Regions from separate parts of the Mus musculus genome. Here region 2 is linked to region 1. A link is a contact called in public promoter capture Hi-C data. All regions are on one chromosome and are shown on one strand. The core of a region is the stretch at or near the end of the contact, and the rest is flanking DNA. Distances in the headings are between cores, read along the strand shown.

What was found. Promoter capture Hi-C pulls out the DNA fragments that hold promoters and counts their contacts.
Region 2: a promoter capture Hi-C map of hippocampal neurons shows a contact between it and region 1, with 4 times the contacts expected there. The contact joins the promoter of Clip3 here to the promoter of Supt5 in region 1. A contact is called at or near these places in 2 of 39 promoter capture datasets (cranial neural crest and hippocampal neurons).

The regions. Positions count from the first base shown.
Region 1 is chr7:28,336,984-28,340,536 of GRCm38.p6, reverse strand. Supt5 (suppressor of Ty 5, DSIF elongation factor subunit) reads left to right here and starts at 1,818. Exons shown (of 30, transcript NM_013676.1): 1 at 1,818-1,842; 2 at 2,102-2,185. The coding sequence starts at 2,111.
Region 2 is chr7:30,289,934-30,293,486 of GRCm38.p6, reverse strand. It overlaps Clip3 (CAP-GLY domain containing linker protein 3), which reads right to left and starts at 1,792. Exons shown (of 14, transcript NM_001360763.1): 1 at 1,645-1,792; 2 at 1,121-1,332. The coding sequence starts at 1,286. It overlaps Thap8 (THAP domain containing 8), which reads right to left. Exons shown (of 3, transcript NR_144498.1): 3 at 3,250-3,553.

The DNA.
Region 1 (3,553 bases), core at 569-3,068:
TCACACCCTCTGCCAGATCCCACCGTCTTTTGCTTTCACTGTGCATACATGGTTTTTGAAGTTAATTTGTGCTTTTCAGTAGTTTGGTGGAATTTACTGTTTCTTCCTCCTCTCCCATTTGGTTGTTTTGAGAAAGGGTCCTGTTTTGTAGTCTAGATCCATTGGGACTTCAGATTCTCCTACCTCAGTCTGCCAAGTGCCAGTATTACAAGGTAGGTACCACCATATCTAGCTGAAGCACGTGACTTAAAAAATTTAAACTTATTGTATATATATTATATGCATATGTAATGTTATATATGTGTGTATGTATTGTATATATACCCATATACACACATGTATACACACATACATGAGTGGGTGCATGTATTCCAACTATAGCATGGATGCAGAGGTCAGAAGAAAACTTTTTGGCTATCTTCCTTCTATCATATAGGTTCCAGGGATAGAACTCAGATCGTCAGGTTTCTCAGCAAGATACTTTATCTGATGAGCCATCTAGATTGCTCAAGCATGCTGCTTTTATTAACTTTCTGTCTTGAATTTTTTTTTGTGTGTGGGGGGTTCGAGACAGGGTTTCTCTGTGCAGTTCTGGCTGTCCTGGAACTCACTCTGTAGACCAGGCTGGCCTCGAACTCAGAAATCCGCCTGCCTCTGCCTTCCCAGTGCTGGGATTAAAGGCGTGCGCCACCACCGCCCGGCTTGTCTTGAATTTTTATGTCTGTGGATATTCAATGTCAGCCGAGGCCTGAAGAGGGCGAGCATTAGCTCCCCTGAGACTGGAGTGAAAGCGGGTTGTGAGCTGCTGGAAATTGACCACAGCTCCACAGCAGCCAGCGTTCTTTGGCGGTTGAGCCAACTCTCCAGTTTAGGTTTTATTGTTTTGTTTTGGTTACAGTGTTTCACTGTGTAACCTTGGCTGTCCGGAATTAAATAAATGTGATGGTTTTGTGCATAACTCCTGGCTCGCCTGTCCACCTTCAGTTCTTCTTCTTCTTCTTCCTCTTCTTCTTTTTTTTTTTAAGATTTATTTATTTATTTATTATATGTAAGTACACAGTAGCTGTCCTCAGATACTCCAGAAGAGGGCATCAGATTTCGTCATGGATGGTTGTGAGTCACCATGTGGATGCTGGGATTTGAACTCAGGACCTTCGGAAGAGCAGTAGGCGCTTTTAACCACTGAGCCATCTCACCAGCTCCCGCCTTCAGTCTTAAATCCGTATTAAAGTGTCTTTCATTGTAAGCATGGTGGCACACGCCTTTAATTTCAGTACCAGGGAGGCAGAGGCAGACATGGGCTTATCTTTGTGAGTCTGAGATTTAGCCAGGCTACAAAGTAAGGCCTTATCACACAAACAAACAAACAAACAAACCAGATCATTAATAACACAATACTGTGCCGCGCTAAACTAACAAGTTTTGAGATTGTTTTGAGCATCGCCAGGAATTCGGATTTAACCTGAGTCTAGGTCCCTAAAAATCTAGGGGAACTCCTCAGAATGCCGAGGGTGGCGGTGTGAAGCCGAATCTCTGTCCCGTCACCTCTGACACCTCCGAGGGAAGTTTAGAGGACGGACGAGCCAACAGTTCACCCGATTCAGCTCTGGGTTAGGAGAAGCCGATTACTTTTCGACCTTCTCAAGATGGCGGCCGTACAGTCCGCGTAAACCACTTTGGCCACTCCGGAGATGGCGGCTCCAAGAGGCCGCCCTCAGAGCAGGCCCCTAAAGTCTCGCGTTAGGTGAGACTGACGCGCCAGTTCTCGCGAGAGAGCGCTCAGGCCAGCTAGGCGTTGTGTGATCCGCAGCTGGCGCGGAAGCTTCAGGTGGCAAGCGATCGGTGAGCGGGCGTGGGACGGCAGGCAGGGGCCGGAGCGGGGGTCGGGGCTGGCGGAGGTTCAGGACGTGTGCCGGCCGCAGCCAGGGCCGGGTGTGCTAGCTGCCATAGCCCGAACAACGCGGGTTCGCGACCGCCTGAACCAGGCTGCCGGAAGTGCGCCTGGGGATTTTCTCCCCCGGTTTACCTTGCGGGGAAACTGAGGCTTGGGGGTGGCGCTTTTGGTTCCGCGACGCCCTGAGGCCGCGGTCTTCCTCTGCAGCTGCGGAAGATGTCGGACAGCGAAGACAGCAACTTCTCCGAGGAGGAGGACAGCGAGCGCAGCAGCGAGGCGGAGGAGGCCGAGGTCGGTGCCTGGGATTCTTAGGGGAGACGTTGCGCCTGGGGACAGGGACAGGGGCAGGGCAGAGAGGGCCCTGGGGGAGCCGGGGACTCGGAACGGCTGGGGGGGAGGGTGGTTCCAGATTGTCGGGAGAGATGGACGAGTGTGCAAGTCAGCGTGGAGCGCAGGGGCAGCGTCCAGAAGGTGGGGGTGCGCCAGGTCCACGGTTGGCTTTCATCTGATTTGTTTCTTTCGGTTTACTTTTTATCACTTGCGATGCTAGGATTGAGTTCAGGGCCCTGCTAGGTGGACAGCCCCAGCTCTTAGGATTCTTTCGTGTTTGTGTTTTTAGGTATCCCCAGTTGTTCCAGAAGTGTGTATGTATTGCCTACTGTGTGCCAGCCTGTACAAGTCTTTGTCCTTGGGCTCCTGCTAACAGATTTTAAAATGTAAATCGACAACTGATGGGTGAATGTGAATTTGCTACTGTGAATAAATATAGCCAGTAAATATGAGAGACTCCCAGGTTCAGCATCCTAGTGTGAAAATCCAGATGATTTTGTAACTTTTCTAGTCTTCTGTCGATGCTACGAATGGAAAATTCCACATATGACAGGTCAAAGTCAACACTAGTGCACTAAAAATACTGTGTTAAATGACTGTGCACAGTATATATGAAAGATATATGAATTTCATGTATTGTCCCGTTCCAAGGTACCTTATTGTGTATGTGCAAATAATCCAAAAATCCTCCAAGATCTGAAATATGTATACTTTGGATTTTATTTGTTTTGTTTTGTTTTCTTTTCTTTTTTTCTTTTTTGGTTTTTCGAGACAGGGTTTCTCTGTGTAGCCCTGGCTGTCCTGGAACTCACTCTGTAGATCAGGCTGGCCTTGAACTCAGATCTGCTTGCCTCTGCCTCCTGAGAGCTGCCTTTGTTTTTCCTTTACCTCCCAAGTGATGAGATTCCTGAGATGACAGCACGGACAGCCTAAAATAGGAAATCTCATCACATCTTGTCTCAAGCTGTGAATTAAGGATACGTGGCCTGAGATAACTCTTTCTAGTACTCTGGTGAAAAATCCAAGCACAAAAAGGGAGTAGAGGGTCCTAGCTGCACTTTGAAGCCATCAGAATAAGTCAGAGTGACATTTGAATGGGAACTTACCGGAAGAGAGGGGGTAAATCATGTGGTTGTCTGTCTTTCTTTCTTTCTTTCTTTCTTTCTTTCTTTCCTTCTTTTTCTTTCTCTTTTTGAGATAGGATCTCACTATGTGTAACCTTAGTTGGCCTAAAACTAGCTATGTAGACCAGGCTGGCAAACGCATAAAGATCTACCTGCCTTTGCCTGCCAAATGCTGGGACTAAAGATGTGTCCCACCATGCCTGAC
Region 2 (3,553 bases), core at 543-3,042, 2.0 Mb before region 1:
ACACTCTTCTACATTTCTGCCCCCGGGCCTTTGCACACACTCTTCTGCATTCCTGCCCCCGGGCCTTTGCACACACTCTTCTGCATTTCTGCCCCAGCCTTTGCACACACTCTTCTGCATTCCTGCCCCAGGCCTTTGCACACACTCTTCTGCATTCCTGCCCCCGGGCCTTTGCACACACTCTTCTGCATTTCTGCCCCAGCCTTTGCACACACTCTTCTGCATTCCTGCCCCAGGCCTTTGCACACACTCTTCTGCATTCCTGCCCCCGGGCCTTTGCACACACTCTTCTCCAACTGGAGCTATTGGTCCAAGCTGCTTACAGCTGCTTCCTCCTGGTGCTTCTGGCCTCAGTCTGCAATGCACCTAATCAGAAAGAGCCAGCAACTACCCGCGTCTTCTGCTGGATGTCTCGCCTTTTGATACTTTGACAGCACACACTCCACTGTGCACAGTGAAGGTAGTATGTCCCTTCACTTGTTGGGTCTCTCTGAGAGCAAGGCTGATGCCTGAATCCTCCGTCCTCCACGAATGAAGACACTTCGTTTCCCCAGTTCCTCTCAGCTCCTCCCTCACACCCCTCCACCCCAGACCCTTGACTCCTGTGTTTAATTCTCCTGCAGCCTCCTCCTCCCTGCTCCGACCTGGGTTTTCCCCACATGCTACCTCTTAAGGGGAACCCTGTCTTTAAAAGCTCTTGCAGCATTCTGTGCTTGATAAAATCAATCTCATTGTCTCCTGTAATCTCATATTTAGCCTCATTTGTGGGACTGCGATTGGGGAGTTCTCTTGGCAAAGTCTTAGGAAAATCTTGCTCTGTGCTGTAGCTCCAGTTCCTAGCATAAAGTTAGGCTCGCAGTAGCTTCCAGACAGTGTTTGTTGAATGACTAAACGACTGAATTGATATGTCATGAATGGAGGACTAGAATTTTTCCAACCCCCATTCTCTAACAGATGATAGTGTAATTAACGAAGGAGAGCAGTCTAAAGGGCTCATCAACTAAGACTCCAGTGGACCACCTTCAGCATGCCCCCATCATCACCATCAACACAGCTCAGCCAAGCCACCCACCATCACCTAAAGCTCCAGACTAGATTCTAGGGTGGGGACAGTGGTTACCGTAGTCTTTGGGGAGCGGAGCAGGTGCTGAGGGGTGCACAACTGGCTTCTGCCGGCGCTCCTGGGTGGGGCTGGGGGCTTCTGGAACTGGTTCGTCTTCTTCCTCCTCCTCTTCCTCCTCCCCTCGGGGCGGAGGGGCCATTGGGGCAGGATCCGTCTTAGTCATGGTCCTCTGTAGCCCTTGGGGGCCTGTGCAAAGTTGGGGGGGTGGCCTGGAGGCAAACCCTTAAGATATAGGTCAGCATGAGAGGGCTCCCCACAGCGCGGGGGTCCAAGCCCCTTCAAGAGCCACGGGCGGCCCCCTAGTCCCCAGCTCTGGATTTGGGCAACCAAAGGGATCCCCGTTACTCGTTAGAAGGCCCAGGGATATGGGCCCCAATGCCTGCCACTTCTCTCAGGCCCAGCCTCCCATTCTTCTCTTCGGGTGCCAGGCCCCTGGGTCTCGGCCGCCCCCTCCCGGGGTTTGTTTATCTAGGGATGCAGGATGCTTCGCCCCTCCCCTTCTCCCCAGCCTCCCATCTTACCTCAGATGGCGCCGATTGGAGAGCAAGGCTGGGACTGAAGAGAGTTCAGGAGTATCGGGGTGTCAGTGTCGGGGGACGAGATGGGGGACGAGAGGGAGACAGAGAGAAGGGGACGAGGCCCAGACGCTGGCGGGGGATGGGGATGGAGAAGGAGGGGCGCTGGCGGAGCATGCGCAGTGACAAGACGCGGGGGAGGAGAAGCTGGGAGACAGAGCGCTGAGGCAGACGCTGGAGGCCACGGGAAGGGGCTAGACACTCGGGATCTCCAGAGGAATGGGAGATAGTCCCCTGGAAGGATGTGACAAACATAGAGTTGGAACAGGATGAGGTAGACAGAAGGACTAAAAAGACATGGGTGGGAACGGGTGTTTTCCTCCACTTAGCAAACCAGGTCGTGTTTAGCAGTGGTGAGTCTGGTACTGTGTCAGCCCTTTGTAAACTTCAGTCCTACTCCTTCTATGCTCATCCCACGTCCCACGTAAAGGGAGGGCCACATTTTTCTCTTCACTCTTACCCTCATCACCCAGGACAGAAAGGTTAGCCACCTGCTCAAGGATGGTGGTACTTGAACCAAGCTTTGTGGTTGCGGTAGTGTAGAGAGGTGACCAACGGTCTCTGGGTGCCATCTCTAAAAATATGTATCACTTCTAGCTCAGGGCCACCTCAGCCTCACACCTGCCTGGCCTTATCTATTACACCACAAATCACCGTGGCTTCGGCCTTCCACCTCTTCCTTCTAATGGGCAGACTGGGAATTTCCTCTTCGAGATAGTTCCAGAATTTTATCCTGCCTCTCCCTGCCTGGACCAGCCTCAGCCTCCTCTATTCTCTCTGTCCTCAGCCTGGCTGAACTGGTGCCGTAATAACAAGCTCTGCCTCTGGACCTTGCTGGACTCAGACACATTTGCTTGCCTGACACCAACCCCAGCAATAGCCAGTGTTAGTAGGTATGGTACAGGCCTACAACCCTGGCACTTAGGAGGCTGAAGACGGAGGCCTTGGATCCAGAGCCAACCTGGGCAACATAGCAAGAACCAATTACAATCGCTTCCTCCTCCACCTCCTCTTCCTCTTCTTTCTCTTCCTCTTCCTCCTCTTCCTCCTCACACACACACTCTCCAGTGTGGTCCACCATAGCCCACCATGTCCCTACATGACCTTGCCTGTCACCTCTCCATCTTCACCTTCCCTTAGGATCCACTTAGTTCACTTCACTACATCTGTACCACATCCTCACAGTCTCTTCTGCCTAGGAACTCTTCCCACAGACACCTGGATGGTTCCCTCCCTTCCCTCTTAGTATTTTACCCATAAGTACCTTTTCAGTGACATCTTTGCTCTTTATAAAAATTGTACCCACCCCCTTAGGTGTTCTCTAGGGCAATCCAGCCGTCCTCACTGTGATGGCCCAGATGGTAGGGGCTCTGCAGAGTTGCTCTTACCCTGGCCCAAGTGCCCTCCAGACAGGCTCCCTCTCCACCCACGTGTCACAGACACACTGCTGTCAGCCCCTCTCCTTCAGTCTTGATTGGCTCGGAGTGATTTGGTTTATTAGTTAACTAGTTCACCTTCTTCTCAAGCAGACATGAACTCAAAGGCAGGCATGGTTTGAGGCTGTGTCACCCCACAACAGGTGTTAGCAGGCCTGCTCATTTGTGACACGGTTGCAAATGGCCTAAGCTAGCCTTGAACTTGCTGTCATTCTCCTGCCCCTGCCTTCCTCTTGGTAGGATTACAGGATTACAGGCCTATTTTGGTTGGCGGGTGCTGGATGGAACTCGGGGTGGGGTGGGGGGTGGCTCTTATAGGCAAGCCCTCTACTGCAAGGCCACTCCTACACCCCCACAGATACAGAAGGCTCTTTAACACTGGACCCTGGTTTAAAGCAGAGACCCTGCAGGTGGAGCCA